Linked DNA regions of Gossypium hirsutum: region 2 is linked to region 1. Evidence: chromatin contacts called from public Hi-C data. All regions are on one chromosome and are shown on one strand. Each heading gives the region's core, a stretch centred on a gene start, on an enhancer-like site or on the middle of the called end of the contact. The rest is flanking DNA. Distances are from core to core; before and after follow the strand shown. Region 1 overlaps LOC121206205 (a long non-coding RNA gene). Region 2 holds the start of LOC107889598 (29 kDa ribonucleoprotein A, chloroplastic).

What was found. A called contact is a pair of places that touch in the nucleus more often than the background predicts.
Region 2: a contact with region 1 is called in a Hi-C map of leaf, with 2.2 times the contacts expected there. The contact joins the promoter of LOC107889598 here to the enhancer-like site in region 1. A contact is called at or near these places in 6 of 34 Hi-C or Micro-C datasets (hypocotyl and leaf).

The regions. Positions count from the first base shown.
Region 1 is chrA09:75,091,753-75,095,916 of Gossypium_hirsutum_v2.1, forward strand. LOC121206205 (a long non-coding RNA gene) reads right to left here. Exons shown (of 2, transcript XR_005901227.1): 2 at 2,912-3,635. Among protein-coding and RNA genes, the nearest start is that of LOC121206205, 2.9 kb to the right of the region's middle. Within about 2 kb of position 1,554, at least 1 of the 9 cell types and tissues checked has an H3K27ac peak or open chromatin away from gene starts, as enhancers often do. A contact at or near this core is called in leaf, where this site is marked.
Region 2 is chrA09:75,130,644-75,134,271 of Gossypium_hirsutum_v2.1, forward strand. LOC107889598 (29 kDa ribonucleoprotein A, chloroplastic) reads left to right here and starts at 2,202. Exons shown (of 5, transcript XM_041076751.1): 1 at 2,202-2,926; 2 at 3,044-3,145; 3 at 3,562-3,628. The coding sequence starts at 2,549.

The DNA.
Region 1 (4,164 bases), core at 304-2,803:
ATACCATGGCAACATGACGGGAATGAATAAGACCATGGTTGAAAGAAACCATGGCAATGTAACATGAAATGAACAAGACCATGGTTGAAAGATACCATGGCAACCTGACAGAAAATGAGTAAGACCATAGTTGAAAAACACTATGGCATCATGACAAAGATAAATAAGACCGTGGATGGGAGACGCGATGACATCTATTGAACAATTGATATTCAGGTAATATGTATCAGATGACGAATGGTTATATGAAATGGTTGTGTGAAATGTTTACAAGAACTGGTCATATGGAAATGTATGTACAAAATAGTTGTATGAAATAATTATGAAGATAAATAAACGAAATAAGAATAAGTACATGGAATATAATTTATGTTAAGTTTGATATAAACTTTACCGGAACAAATATACATAAAATAAATGGAAATGATGGAGCATAAAATATTGATATAATGAAATGATTGATATATACTTATGAAGAAACGGTAAGAGAATGATATGTTTCATGACATGTACATATATGATTATCTTTGATATGTTGATACAAGGAAATTATGTAAGTAAAGACAATTATTAAACTCAAGCATGACATGTCGAGAAAATAAGTATATCAATGTTGAATTTATATGAAATATGTGCAAGTATACTAACAATGATGTTGTTTGACGCTTAGGCAAGTGTCAAGCTATTGATTGAATGGTAACATGTTTAATTATAAGAAGCATTGAAATGGTAAGTACTTAGATGAAAATATTTAAGACTTTGCGAAATTTTTTATGATCCCGATTTAATTCCAGTTGGTTTTTAATGCATGTTTGAGGCTTCAAGGGCCAATAGAGAGACGTTATGATTATTTTCAAAATATGAATAATAAATGACTCAGAATTATCTGAAAAATGTTCAATAAACTCCGGTAATGCCTCGTACCTATTCCGGCAATGGATACGGATAGGGGGTGTTACATCACTTCATTCGAAGCTAAACAATAGTAAAATAAACATAAAATTTAGAGAAAAATCTCTTTTTGATTAATTTTAATTATTTTGCGTAGACTAAACTAATGTTAACCTAAAGAAAGGTAACACGAGTCTAATTAATACTAAAATCAAATTTGTTGAAGTTAAAAGTTTAATGGGATGATGAGAAGCCCTAGATGACATAATTAAAACATTTATAATCTTAGAAAAAGCCTTTTAAGTCATAGCGGTTCACCAATATCAACTTGCAAGAGGGTTCACCACCTTGTTCCATGCTTCAACTTCATCTCCAAAAATGCTTTTTGAATCCTTTTAGCTCCAGCTCTCATAATTGGTCCAACTAGCACATGTAAATCTCCGTTAGATTAGTCCATATCCTCAGAGTTCGTATTAGTTAACTTCATTTTTATTTAGTTTTTTTTATTAAACCCATTAATTTATCACTTATATTAAGAAATCATATGCATAATTTTTATCGTGAAAATCAAAGCCTTCGAACAAATCAATGGGTTCCATGGAAAAGCCAGGTAACTCGGGTCAGACCCAATGGGCAAACTGATTGTCAAAATATTCCCATAATCCACTAAGGCCCATCTAAGAAGGCTACTTCTCTTGCCCATTCAAAGAAAATAGGCTCATTTAGATGCTACTGTGAAAAACAATGTTAAATATAACGATCAGTAAAATTTGATTCGATTCGAAAAAATTAAAAATAATTTTAAATTTTAAGTTAATTGAATCGAGTTATTCGATCCAACTCGAATAAAAAATTTCAGATTTCAGATTTCGAGTTAGAGTTAAGTCCCTGTCAATTTTGAAAATAAACAAATTAGTTTCTCTATTAACAAAAATTACAATAAAATCAAATGTAATTTTCAAATTTTGAAAATAATTTTTAAAATTCAAAATATTTATAGAAATTCCTAAAATTTATATTTTTTAAAAAAAATTATATTTTTTTTAATATAAAATTTTTACTAAAATAATAATTTTAGAATCTAAATAAGTGATTAATAATTCAAGTTTATCATGCTAAAATATCTTATTTTTTTTATTATTTTGCTTAAAAAAGTTTTCAAATATATATTGTTTCAAATTTGTGTTCTAACATGGAATTAGTTATATTGTACAAGATTTTAATTTAACATTGTTATTTTTTCTAATTTAACTCAAACGGTTTCAATTGGTTCAATCGAACGCTCACCCCTAATTCGAGTTATCCGAAAATCCAAATAAGAAAAGACAAAACTGTGTCGTTTTGATAAATGTTTACTTTTTCTAAAGTTAAAAATCAAAACTATCAAATTAAAAGGCAAAACTAGTTATTTTGATAAATATTTATCCATTAGTCTTACTTTCCTTCCTGAATCGTTTCGCTCTCCTTTTTTCCTTTACTCAAAATTAATCTAAAAGCTTGTACTTCGTCTACTTGTAAAATAACTGATCCATGTAAACGAAACATTGAGTATAAATAATAAGATTCGTTAATTCGACTCAACTCGACTCAAAATTTTTTGACTGGATTCGAAAAAATTCAAATTGAGGGTCTGTTTGATTGGCAGTAAAATGTTTTCCGTAAAATCATTTCTGGAAAATGTTTTACTTTTCTGGAAAATGACTTACTGGAAAATATTTTCTGGTGTTTGATTGAATCTGTGTAAAATATTTTCTGCTGTTTGACAGATTTCCTGAAAATATTTTCTGGAAAAGTTGTTTTTTACATATATTAATATATATTAATAAATTTTTATATTTTAAAATTGTTTTTACATATATTGCAATGATTTATTTATAATAATACTCAATAATAAGCTACAATATTGATTGTTATAAATTGAAAAAATATTATCCACAATGAGTTTATATCACAAGGTTACCGACATCAAAGAAACAAATTGAAAACTGGAAGGCTATCATGCATGGTGAAAACAGCAGGATCCAGTCACTAACGATGTTACTGAGAATAAATATATACAATACAAATCATTCAAAAAGTGCAGAATGCACATCGTTTGAGCATGGTACAATTCTGAACCCATGCAATTCATGCTAATTATTGCATGCTTTGCTTCTGTTTTTATGGGACGTCTCCTTCAATGGTGCTTTTAAAATGGAATGCTCTTTCTAACTCACCGCCAATTGATCAACCAACTCACTTAGACCTTCTCTATAAGAAGCATTATTTAATCCCTTCTCCCCATCATATCAGAACCAATCTTAGCTCTCAGTCTTACTTACTCTGATAATGGCTTGCAAAATTAGTTCCTTGCTTACTGATGTTTTCATGCTCAGCATTCTGTTTGTTATTGCTGGGCAAGCCATTGCAGCACGTGACATCTCGAAGAATGATGATCAAATGAAACAGCCTGAATTTCTAAAACATGACCGTAGTGTGCTCATTCCAGACCTTGGACGAGTGTTGCTGCCACCAGTTTTCAAACATCACAATCCACACACTATCGGCACTGGCACCCCCATTCTATAAGCAGTGGCCGCCATGTTGGCAGCACAATTGGTGGAAATCGCCAGCTTCTAGGTGGTGATGACACATTCGTTCCAAACCCTGGTTTTGAGGTGCCAATTCCAGCAGGTCGTGGTGCTGGCATTGCAGGAACAAACCCACGTCCTTGAACATGCTTGGCTATGAAACTTTCAATAAATCTAAAAATAAAGGGAATCAATTATCTGCATTGAGTCTTTAGGGGTTCCATTGTAGTCTATCGTATTCATTCACATAACTAAAGTGATATGAATTCGAGTTTGTCATTTTAGTGAAGTCTAGAGTCTACTCCTGTATGTATTTTCCAGTTGGAATCTATTTCTTGTCAAGTAATCATGTATCTCAATTTCCACATTAGTTATAAATTATGACCTATCATGCTTATCCATGCTTTCTTATATGATCATTTTAGATCCTACGTACTGAAAGTTCCAGACTTAAGCAGATTTGGTAATTTGAAACTAATGTTGGGGAATATTAGACTATAAACTGGGCACCAGCACTACCATAGATTAGCATCATTGTACATGTCTATTTGATGTTGAAAAAGCACCTTGTCCAAAAAAAAGTATGCTACCCTGTTCATTAATCGCATGCATGGCAAAATGGTGGTATTAACAAAAATCACAGTCCTAAAACATTCTTTTCTATGTCAATAATTGAAATGCTGGAATGCTTTCACATTTAAGA
Region 2 (3,628 bases), core at 952-3,451, 40 kb after region 1:
GCAGTGGTGGATTTAGTAATATTTGTTTCCGCCCCACTTCATTTTCATCCATAAATTAGTCCCTTCAAAATAAAATTTTTTTGTGAAAATAAAGTATAACATTACAAAATACTAGAAAGACACTAAAGGAGAAATTTCATGTAACTATAAACCCTCCTCCCTACCAAAAGCTAACTTGGTGATACTATCAGCTTCCAAGTTTTCATCTATAGGAACGTATATAATTAACCAAACTTCTTTATTTTGCAAAAGTTGTAAGTACGCCTGATTAATGGAGAATTTGATTCATTCAATACAAACTCCTTGATAGATCCAATGACTCCTATATTGTCTATTTGCACCAAAATTCTATCATGTTGTCTTCCTTGTGTCAGTATCACACCATCGAGTATACCCCATAAATTTTCTTAAAAAATAGAACATTTCCCCAAGTTGCGGTTGTAACCAAGTATCCAATCTCCATTATGGTTTTTCAATACACCGCCTACCGCAGCGCAACTTATGTTGGTTTTAACAGCTCCATCAAATCTTACTCGGATCCACCTTACTATTTCCACCATATCCACTCTTGAAGTAGGTCTCACTACATTGCCTCCATTACAAGCTGCAATGTAGTGATTAGCCCAATTGTGTGAGACTTTGACAATCTTCTCTACACTTCACGACATGCCATTAAAAGTGTAAATATTCTTGTTCTTCCATATCCGCCAAGCAACTAGGCCAGAGAAGCATGACGAATTGGCATTCCTTCAGACTATGTTGAGTTGATTTTCCAAATTAGATTTAATCTATTCCTGCAAATTACCTGGAAAGAATATGGTTAGTTTATGGGGGAAGATACGGTTCCATACATTATTCGCTGCATCACAATCCCTTAAAACATACAACATGTCTTCTGCTTCATGGCTGCAGATTAGACATCTTGTGTCACTACCCACGCTACACTTTTGCCATTCTACTTGAGTAAGCAACCGCTGTTTAAGAGCCAACCAAAGAAAAACTCGCACGCTTTGAGGTCCCTTAACCTTCCATGGCAAATTCCAAGCTTCCTCCTTAGGATTCCACAAACTTTCCTTAATCATACGATAGACGTTTTGATAGAGAAACACCTTGAAGTGGTTCTCAACCAAGCAATTTTGTCAGGCCTTGTTGCAAGATGTGGAGGAAGGATGCCAGTAATGCGTCTAATTAAATATTCAAAAAGCCAAACTCGAAAAATTTTCGGATTCCATGTTCCTTCATCAATAACCATCATATTTAAACAACAATCAGTGACCATGTTAGCACTTGCTGGAATAAGGTTAATCAATAGGCTGATCTCTGTAATCCAACTATCCCTCCAACACTTAATAGAGATACCATTTCCAACTGACTAGAAAATATTTTCTTTAAGTAGAAGCCACAGCTCAGATAGAGATCACCAAAGAAAATAGCAATTACTATGAGCGATACTGAAGGGTATGCCATCCTTAATCCCATACTTCGCCTGTAACACACGAACCCACAAAGCCTCTGAACTCGACAGAATGTTAAACCCCAACTTTAATAAAAAAGAAGTGATATAATCTTTCAATTGTTGAAACCCAAGCCCTCCATAAGTCTTTTGGTTGACAAACTGAAGTCCAACTAACAGGGCCCAATATAAAAAATGAGTGTATGATGAAATTTAATTACAACATTAATAATTTTTATCTATTTTACATAAATTTGATTGATATAATAATAATGTTTTCGCATGCTGTCTTTTTTTTTGTATGTATTACTATTTTTTTAAAGCTAAATTTTATATATATTATTATTTTTTTATTTTTTAGAATTTTAATTTTTTATATATTTTTTCAAATTTCTTTAAGAAATAAGGTCAAATTAATTGAATATGTAAATATTAAAGGCTCACCAATGAAAATTATCTAAAATTAAATTGAAATAAATCATTAATAATGTGATTAATTATTTTTAATTGTGATGAATTAAATTATTCTAATTTTGTTATAAAGCGATGAATGTATTCAATATTGAAGAGGACTTTTACTAAGAAAATTTAACTTAGACATGAATGCATATATTGTAGGGCTTAGGCCTGAAGTGTTAAACCCATAAATTGTAGGCCAGTCTGACCCATTTTCAGTTGAAATTTGTAATATTTTCATTGCTATCGGGGGCTTTTGTCAATTGTGATAACCAAAACCAAACCAAACCAAACCAAACCAAAGACAAAGAAAGACAGCAGGAGAAAGAATGGCATGGGAAGTTGGGAACTAAACTCCAACAGCTTTTGTCAGAAGACAAAATATCTACTGAAATCTTCTGATCATCAAAATCGAACGGCCGAGATCTCGTAATGTAGCCAAGTAGCCAACTCAACTTGCTCCCAATATCTCAATCCCACCGAAAATGGAAAAGGCTAGGCTAGGCTGATATCTTTTTTCCATTTCTCCCGCTATAAATATCTAACCTAACCTCACAGCTCTTCTTAAACCCTCCTCCTCCTCTTCCATTTCGAAAACCTTATCTTTTGAGAACGAAGGTTAAAGGAACCACACCAGCCATGTCTGCAACATCTGCCTCATCTCTTATTCTCCCATCGCTCAAACCCAAAGTTCTATCTTTATCCGACTCAACTCCCAATTCACTTTCTCTCTTCTCCCTTTCTCCTACCCCCCATGCAAAGCCTCTCTTCTGTTCTGCTCTTCCAAGTTTCCAGCTTTTAACCAAAAAGTCCTCTTTTTCTTCCGGGTTCCTGACAAACGTTGCTGTTTCTTCTGAGTATGACCAGGAAGAGGACTTATTTGGCAGCGATGATGAAGAAAGGTCTCCTACTTTCTCACCTGACTTGAAACTTTTTGTGGGTAATCTTCCTTTTACTGTGGATAGTGCCCAGCTTGCGGGTTTGTTTGAAAACGCCGGAAATGTTGAGATGGTTGAGGTACTTTTGTTTTACTTTTTTGTTTTTACTTATTGATTACCCGGTTTTATGTTTCTCAATCATTTGTAGACTTAGAATCAAATTGTTCACTCCGTTTAATGTGGTGAAATATTGCAGGTGATTTACGACAAGGTAACTAGGAGAAGTAGGGGATTTGGATTTGTAACCATGTGCACAATCGAGGAAGTCGAAGCTGCTACTCAACAGTTCAATGGCTATGTAAGTCTTTTTTTTTTTCATATGCGATGACTATTTAGTGCTTTCCACATTGCTTAATTGGATCATCTTTGTTACATGTCTATCCCAAACAATGTGCCTTTTCATTTTTTTAGTTTATCATGAACATATTCTTACATATTATTAGAAATTTTGAGTAGCAATTTCTTGTTTTAGCTTTAAAACCTACTCTTGCATATAAATCTGATCGACATATGGAGTAGCTGCTTTAAACTTTCTTCCGCATTCTCTTTTGCAGCATGGTGGGGGAAAGGGGTGTTTGAAATGTCAAGTTTGCTCAAAATTTTTACTGTTTTAGTATCTAAATACCTCCCAATAAAAGTGATTAATTAATAATGTCTGTAGTTTTTATCACAAGCTTGTTTTGAGATTATCGTAAAATTATCTTCTGTTTGCAGGAATTGGAAGGGAGAGCATTGAGGGTAAACTCAGGACCTCCTCCTCCTCGTAGGGAAGAATTTTCTC